Regions from separate parts of the Sus scrofa genome. Here region 1 is linked to region 2. A link is a contact called in public Hi-C data. All regions are on one chromosome and are shown on one strand. The core of a region is the stretch at or near the end of the contact, and the rest is flanking DNA. Distances in the headings are between cores, read along the strand shown.

The links. Hi-C and Micro-C count contacts between places; a contact is called where the count stands out from the background.
Region 1: a contact with region 2 is called in a Hi-C map of embryonic fibroblasts, with 3 times the contacts expected there. The contact joins the promoter of PER1 here to the promoter of ALOXE3 in region 2. A contact is called at or near these places in 10 of 47 Hi-C or Micro-C datasets (adipocytes, alveolar macrophages, embryonic fibroblasts and 6 more) and 2 of 2 datasets of contacts at active chromatin or transcription factors (alveolar macrophages and skeletal muscle).

Annotation. Positions count from the first base shown.
Region 1 is chr12:53,374,765-53,378,130 of Sscrofa11.1, reverse strand. PER1 (period circadian protein homolog 1) reads left to right here and starts at 1,408. Exons shown (of 24, transcript XM_005657042.3): 1 at 1,408-1,558; 2 at 1,788-1,924.
Region 2 is chr12:53,330,251-53,333,749 of Sscrofa11.1, reverse strand. It overlaps ALOXE3 (hydroperoxide isomerase ALOXE3), which reads left to right and starts at 1,970. Exons shown (of 16, transcript XM_021067857.1): 1 at 1,970-2,572; 2 at 3,170-3,374. The coding sequence starts at 2,426. It overlaps TRNAK-UUU (a tRNA gene), which reads right to left and starts at 1,295; the gene lies at 1,223-1,295. It overlaps TRNAQ-CUG (a tRNA gene), which reads right to left and starts at 615; the gene lies at 544-615. It overlaps TRNAL-UAG (a tRNA gene), which reads left to right and starts at 14; the gene lies at 14-95.

The DNA.
Region 1 (3,366 bases), core at 159-2,658, 45 kb before region 2:
TCCCTTTCTACTCCTTGACTTAACTCTCAGGTGTTACGCAGTTGCTCCTGTGGTCATTTACTCCTAGACCTGAAATAGGTGGACAACTGGGAAACATCTCTTCCCCTTTGTGCCTAGAACAGTGCTAACATCCAGAAGGGTTAATAAATACTAATTGAACAAAACGGCTCAGGGAGACAGAGGTGAGTGTGGTGTGGAGTCGGCTGCAGGGCTTGCCACCCCTGCCCTGTGTGCAGTCAGACTGGTGACTCTGGACCCCCACACTGAACTCTTAATCTCCAGCAACAAATGCAGCCGATGTGGTACCCTTGCATCTCTGACCCCGGGCACTTCAACAGTAGGTGGGAGTGCTAGGTGAGCTCCGGAGGGCCCATTTTTCTGGGCGGCAACATGAGGGTTCCGCATAGGAAATCTCGATAATGTTTCCTAAACTTGTCGGCTCATGAGAACTACCAGGAATGCTTTTTAAAATAGATTTTCAGGCCCCTTCCCCGGAGATTGAGTCAGCAGTTGTAAGGGACCAAGTGATTCTTATAATTAGGTATACAGTCATTATCATAATGTTCACCATTTGTTGAGGGCTTACTATTTTCAGGACAGGTACTAAGAGCCTTTTTACCCTTCATCTACTGAGTTCTTTACAGGCTTAGGATTCCCGCAGGCTCTTGGACCCGCCTTCTTTATGTGGGAGATCTGGGTTCAAATCATGATCCCATTAGAGACTAGCTTGTTCTTCCGGACAGATTATGTAACCTCTCTGAATCTCAGTATCATTAGTGAGGCGGTGGGAAGTGAGCCGCCGCCTCTTCCGGCTTTATAAGAAGCGCGTGGCCTGGCCACAGAAAATAATCTGGGAGGTGGCTATCATCTTTTTGTCATCATCGTCACGCGGTACGGAGACCTGAAGACCGCTTCACCTAATGCTCACACCTTCCAGCTACTGGGAGTTTCAGGTCCAGAGTCCCAGCGCGGGGGCGCTCTTGTCACGCACGGGACGGCTCTCAAAGCGCCCCCCACAAAGTTACGGGCGCTCACATCTGCGCCTGCGCAGACTCGGCAGTCTAGGGTAAGAGTGTCGTCAAGGAAAATCCCCAGCTTCTAGGTAAACAACTTGCCGCGTGAGACCGCCTGCACGTGTCCTCTACAGCTCCGGAATGTCTCAGCCTATGAGAAAATTGGGAGGGCTGGACTGACGTTTGCGTCACCAATCTAGGCAGGCCGGGGGTGGAGTCACAGCCAATAAGAATTTCGGATGTGAGTGGGGGCGTGTCTTTCCTCAGACCTCCAATCAACGCGCTAGGGCGGCCCCTCCCGCACGTGGATCTGTCGCTTGGTAGGCAAACTGACCAATGAGAAGGTGACGGCGGCGGGCGGTGCCAATGGTAGCTGGGCGGAGGCGGGGGGGGCCCCGCACGCGGCGCGGGGCATGGGTCGGCGCCCTTAGGCCAATAAGCTTGAGGGGCGTGGCGTCCTGGTCGGCGGGCGAGGCTGAAGGAGCGAGTCCAAGTCTCCGAGATCCTAGTTGGGAAGAAACTGTACCGCGCGTGAGAGCCGAGCGGTGAGTGCTCCGGCGTGGTGGGGTGGGGAGCGGGGAGCGGCGGCGATTGGTATAGGTTTTTCCCGCGTGGCGTAAGGAGGAATGTTAATGCAGTACCGTGAAGGAGAATGTGTGGATATGTGATCGCCGCGGTGGGAGCTCTAGTGGTTGCAGGGAATAGGGGCCGCGAACTCAGTTCTAGAGAGAAGGGAGCAGGAATCACTGATTTAAGATCCCTCGCTATTCCAAGGTGCCTGGATCCCTGACTGCCGCGGGGAGGGGTTCGGAAGCGTTCGGCAGCCTGAGGGAGCTGAGACCTCTGCTCCCAGGAGGTACCGGACCCTTTAGAACCAGTGGGGGACGTTCCAGTGCGTGACTGTTGCTCGGGTAGGTGCCTTAAGCACTTGAAAGAGGCCAGGGCGGTGGAGGGAGAAGTTCTCGTCGTTGTTGCTTCTTCGGTTAAGGACGCCGTTTCTGTGAGGATGCAGGTTCTATCCCTTGGCCTCACTCAGTGGGTTAAGGATCATCAGCTGCAGCGTAGGTCGCAGATGCAGCTCGGATTCCTTGTTGCCCGTGGCTGTGCCGGTTGCTCCAGCTGCAGCTCCGATTGAACCTCTGGCCGGGGAACTCATGCCTCATTTGCGGCCAGCAGTAAAAAGGAAAAAAAAAAAAAAAGCAGGAGTTGTGAAGCTAGAGAGAGGCCCTGGTAGGGCAGGTGGGTGGGTACCAAGGGATTGACAAGGTGACTTGAAAAAGGGTGGTGTGATGATTTATGTGACCCTGAGCCAGTCACATCTTGGCTGTGGCTCTGGATGTCTCTCTCATGTGTAAAAAGAAGGGGTTGGGCCTCGGAGCCATCCTTGGGAGTGAGCGTGGGGTAGGAACTATTGGATCTCAAGAGGGAGGATGGATTTGTGCAGATTGGATGCACGTGTGTCTTCCTGAGTCCTTGGAGGGGAGGAGGCAGGAACTGGGTGCTCTGGTATCTGTCTGTACAAGTAACCAGGCCTGTGGTAAAGTGACCTGTGATGAGGTGGAGGAGTCAGGAAGTGGGGTTCCTAGCAGATCACTGGGGCTAGTGGCTGCCAGGGTGATCTCAAGGACTTTGTGAGAATATGAAAACTGGGACAATGCGATTTGAAGTGTGTAGAGAGTGCAGACTGACTGTTGGGGCGGGGGGGATGGCATCTGTGTTTCAGGCACCAAACTCAGAATGGGCTGGGTATTTGAGAGGCCCAGGTCCCCCAGAGGTGGTAACACCTCACAGGTTCTTGAAGGGTAAGAAGCCAGAACGACAAGCCATTAACAGAGTTCAGATTCGAATCCTGGGCCCCATTTGTTAAGAGTCAGAGAACATATTATGAAGCAACTTAGGCAAGTTTAGTAACTTCTGAGCCTTAGTCGGTCTTTGTGCAATGGGGATAATGATATCTATCTCACAGGCTTGTTCTGAAGATTAAATAAGTTAATGTATGTAAAGTACTCAGCAAAATGCCTGGGTCATATTTAAAAAAAATTTTTTTTAGCTAAAAAATATGGCTGTATGGTGACAGTAACAGGAATGGGTGAAAGATTTCTGTGAATGCTGTGGTTAGGGACTGACAATGCTCACATTCTTAAGCTTTTTTGCAACTTTTAGTGACTCCCTCCCTGTTCTCCTCTTCCTGGTTCTTCTGGGCTGGAGCACCAGCCCCAGTCCCTCATTCCTCTCTTTTATCCCTCCCCCAAGATCCAGGCCCCAGGCTGGGCCACTTGCTCTGTCCCAGTTCGATTTCCTCATCCTTGACCCATTCTCCTCCCTGTCCCTCCTCCCTCTCTCTGCTGCCATG
Region 2 (3,499 bases), core at 721-3,220:
CTGCTTCCACGCAGGTAGCGTGGCCGAGCGGTCTAAGGCGCTGGATTTAGGCTCCAGTCTCTTCGGAGGCGTGGGTTCGAATCCCACCGCTGCCAGACCAGAGTTTTTCTCAACAGTCTCCGCACTCTCGAATTCACAAAACTCCTTGTGGGATATTCCTTAGTTTTATGATAACTCCTGACAGTGGTCTCACCGTCTTCTCTCTCTCAAACCTGGACTGAGGCTAAGTCTGTATCCCAGCTCCAAACCAAGCCCTGATGGAAACTTGCAGAGTAACCTATCTTCATACCCGATCTGCACTTTAACAAGTCATCCTATAACACTCTTAACTGTCAAAGCAACGCGCTATGTATTTGACTTACTGTATGTTCCCCTGACGATGTGCTAGGAGCTCGAATTATCTAGTCTGAAAAGCTCAAACGATAACATCCTAGTTTTTCTTTCCAGATCCTCTTAGAACATAAGAGAACATCATATATGTAACTAATGAATAATATGATAGAATATATAGATAGTAAATTAAGACCGAAAAAAAAAAACCTAAGGTTCCACCGAGATTTGAACTCGGATCGCTGGATTCAGAGTCCAGAGTGCTAACCATTACACCATGGAACCCCTTTCAAAACGTCTTTCTAAGACTCTATATATATAAAACTGAATTTCCTATTCTGCACGATTACCTACTTCGCCATTCACAGAGGGTAAAACAAAAGCAGTTATTGGATAGCGTGGCTACTGCTATCCAGTACCTGAAATATGTATTTGAATGTGCTATAAGTATAAAATACACACTGTAACCTGATGACAGTATAAAAACAATGGCTAAAATTTCATTAATAACTTAAAAATACTGATTACATGATAACATAAGATTTAGGATATACTGGGTTAAATAAAATGTTATTCAAATTAATTTCAAAAATATTAAATTAACCTATTTCTTAGTACTCTTTTTAATGTGGCTACTAGAACATTCGCCTGTATGGCTTGCATATGTCCTGCTTGAAAACATCTCTACTTTCTCCCCACTGTCATTCGTTCCACCTTTTGAATAAAGCCCTGACGCAGTTAATACTACTTCCTTTTAAATCCAAGTTATAAATTTGCTTTACTCTTTCATTCTGTTCAAAGGAATACAAATATTTGCTGTATTCAAAATAAATCTAAAGATGACATCAACTACCAGCGAGGAAGAAAAACGGAAGAAACAGAAAAACAGTTACGCCCGAACAGGGACTTGAACCCTGGACCCTCAGATTAAAAGTCTGATGCTCTACCGACTGAGCTATCCGGGCTCTCGCCTATAGTTCTTCTACCAGTTATAAGAGTTTCCCCGCATGACTATGACGTCTTAAGGAAGCAGAGACGTACTGCTTGCTTTCGCGCAGGAGGTTCCAGAACGCACCTGGAAGAAGCCGTCGAAGCCAGTGGCCGGTGACTGCGCTTTATCAGACTCCCTCGGTACAGTTTAGGACCCTGGGCTGGAGCGCCGTTAAGGCTGGTCAGGTGCGGTATTGGTACCGGCCGCGCGGGGCCGCTGCGGGCCACGGGCTTCCCTCGAGGAAGAGTTTCACCCCAGTTAAGATGACCTAGATCCCAGGTACCCCAGGCTCCCGGGCACCCGCCTACTGTCCCAAGGCCAAGGGCGGGCCCAGAGCGGAAAGAATGCCACACGGGGACCTCGGACGCTGCATGGTTCTCTGACCCGCCCTATTCCAAGGGAGAGACTGCAATCTGGCGACGGAAGACACAGAGGGTCTTGGGGGTGGTAGGAATTTAGCAGGTGACAGGACAGTTATTTCTGACCCCTATGCAGTGTGCAGGGATGTGCGTGCGACGAACGTGCATATGGCTGTAGTTACGTGTAGTTTATGGCTCACTTGCATATAGTGAGTCACATGAATGATGCACAAGTAGGAACGTGAGTGCCCTGTGCCCAGCTCTGGCCGAGAGACAGGAGAGGGTCTTGGGGAAGTTGGGAGTGAGTGGCCAAAGGCCGCAGGGAATCAGTTCGCCCCTGACCAGGAGGAGGGTGGTGTCTCAATCATAAAGGTATCACCTAATCCTTGTCTCCATCTCGGCATCTGGTCCCTCCCTTCTCAATAGGAGCTGATATCCAACCAACCGATGAACTCGGCCCTGCCAGTCAGAGGAACAGGCTGTGCCAGAGGCAAACAACTATTAGGGCACAAGACTGGGCGGGGAGAGGGAGCAAGGATAGCAGCTTGGAGCTTCCGGAGAGAGAAAGCCAGCTCAAGAGCATCCCAGAGAGAGCTGGGTTTTCCTCGACGGTCTATCCTGTCCTGCATCCCCACCCCAGGCCCTCACACAGCAGCTCAGCAGCCCAGCCGCCCAGCCCTGCCTGGTCTGTGGCTCACCTCCTCCAGGCTGGCTGCCAGGGGGACGCCCCTCCTTCTCTCCCATCATGGCTGTGTACCGCGTGTGTGTGACCACTGGTTCCTACCTGAAGGCAGGCACCCTGGACAATATTTCCGTCACACTGGTGGGCACATGCGGTGAGAGCCCCAGGCAGCGGCTGGATCGCATGGGCAGGGACTTCGCCGCTGGATCGGTGAGTACAGAGGGGAGAGGGAGGAGGGGCTGCAGAGGCAGGGCTGGCAGGGGACTCTGAAGGAGGGAGGGTCTTCCCTCTAGGACTCCTCAAATCTCACAGACCTCGTCACCACCCCTATTCTGGTCCCTGTCTTTCCTGCGGACCCTAAATCCTACCCAGGCAGGGCTGTGACGCAGGAGCCCTGGGCAGGGGCTCTGGAGAATTCCACTGGCTTCCTAGTTCCTCCTCCAATAATTGAAGGTGGGCTTGCTCTCTCAGCCTGGGTTTCCTCTTCTCTGGAGGGGGTCCACCTGCCTCTGCCAGGCCCCAGGACTGTTTACCGGTGTTCTGATCAAGGTGGGGGCTCCAAGGAGGCAGGGCTGGCAGAGTCCCCCTCTGTTCCCATGGGGCTGGGGGGTGGGGGTGGGGCAGCCATGTGGCCGCTTCTGCCTGGATGAAGGGCGCGCTTTCTAATTCATACAAAGGCTCCACAGGGGTTATCGGTGGCTGAGGCTTATACGTCAGACAGGTGTAGGGGCAGATGCGCTTTTCAAGGGGGCAAGGATCACCCTGGCAGGTCCTTGCCTCTCACCTGCTTGCTCCCTTGGCCTGCAGGTGCAGAAGTACAAGGTGCGCTGCTCTCAGGAGCTGGGTGAACTCTTGCTGCTGCGGCTCCACAAGGAGCGCTACGCTTTCTTCCCCAAGGACTCCTGGTACTGCAGCCGCATCTGCGTCACTGCCCCAGACGGCACCCTTTCCCACTTCCCCTGCTATCAGTGGATCGAGGGCTACTGCACCACAGAGCTTCGAACAGGAACAGGTGGGCCAGAGGCGGGGGCTGGCCCGGGCTGCGGACAGCCTCTGCTGCCATCCAGTGCAGGCTCTCACAGAGCCCAGGGCATAGGGAACAGGGTGGGAGCTAGGCGATCTGGAACTCAGGGTTCC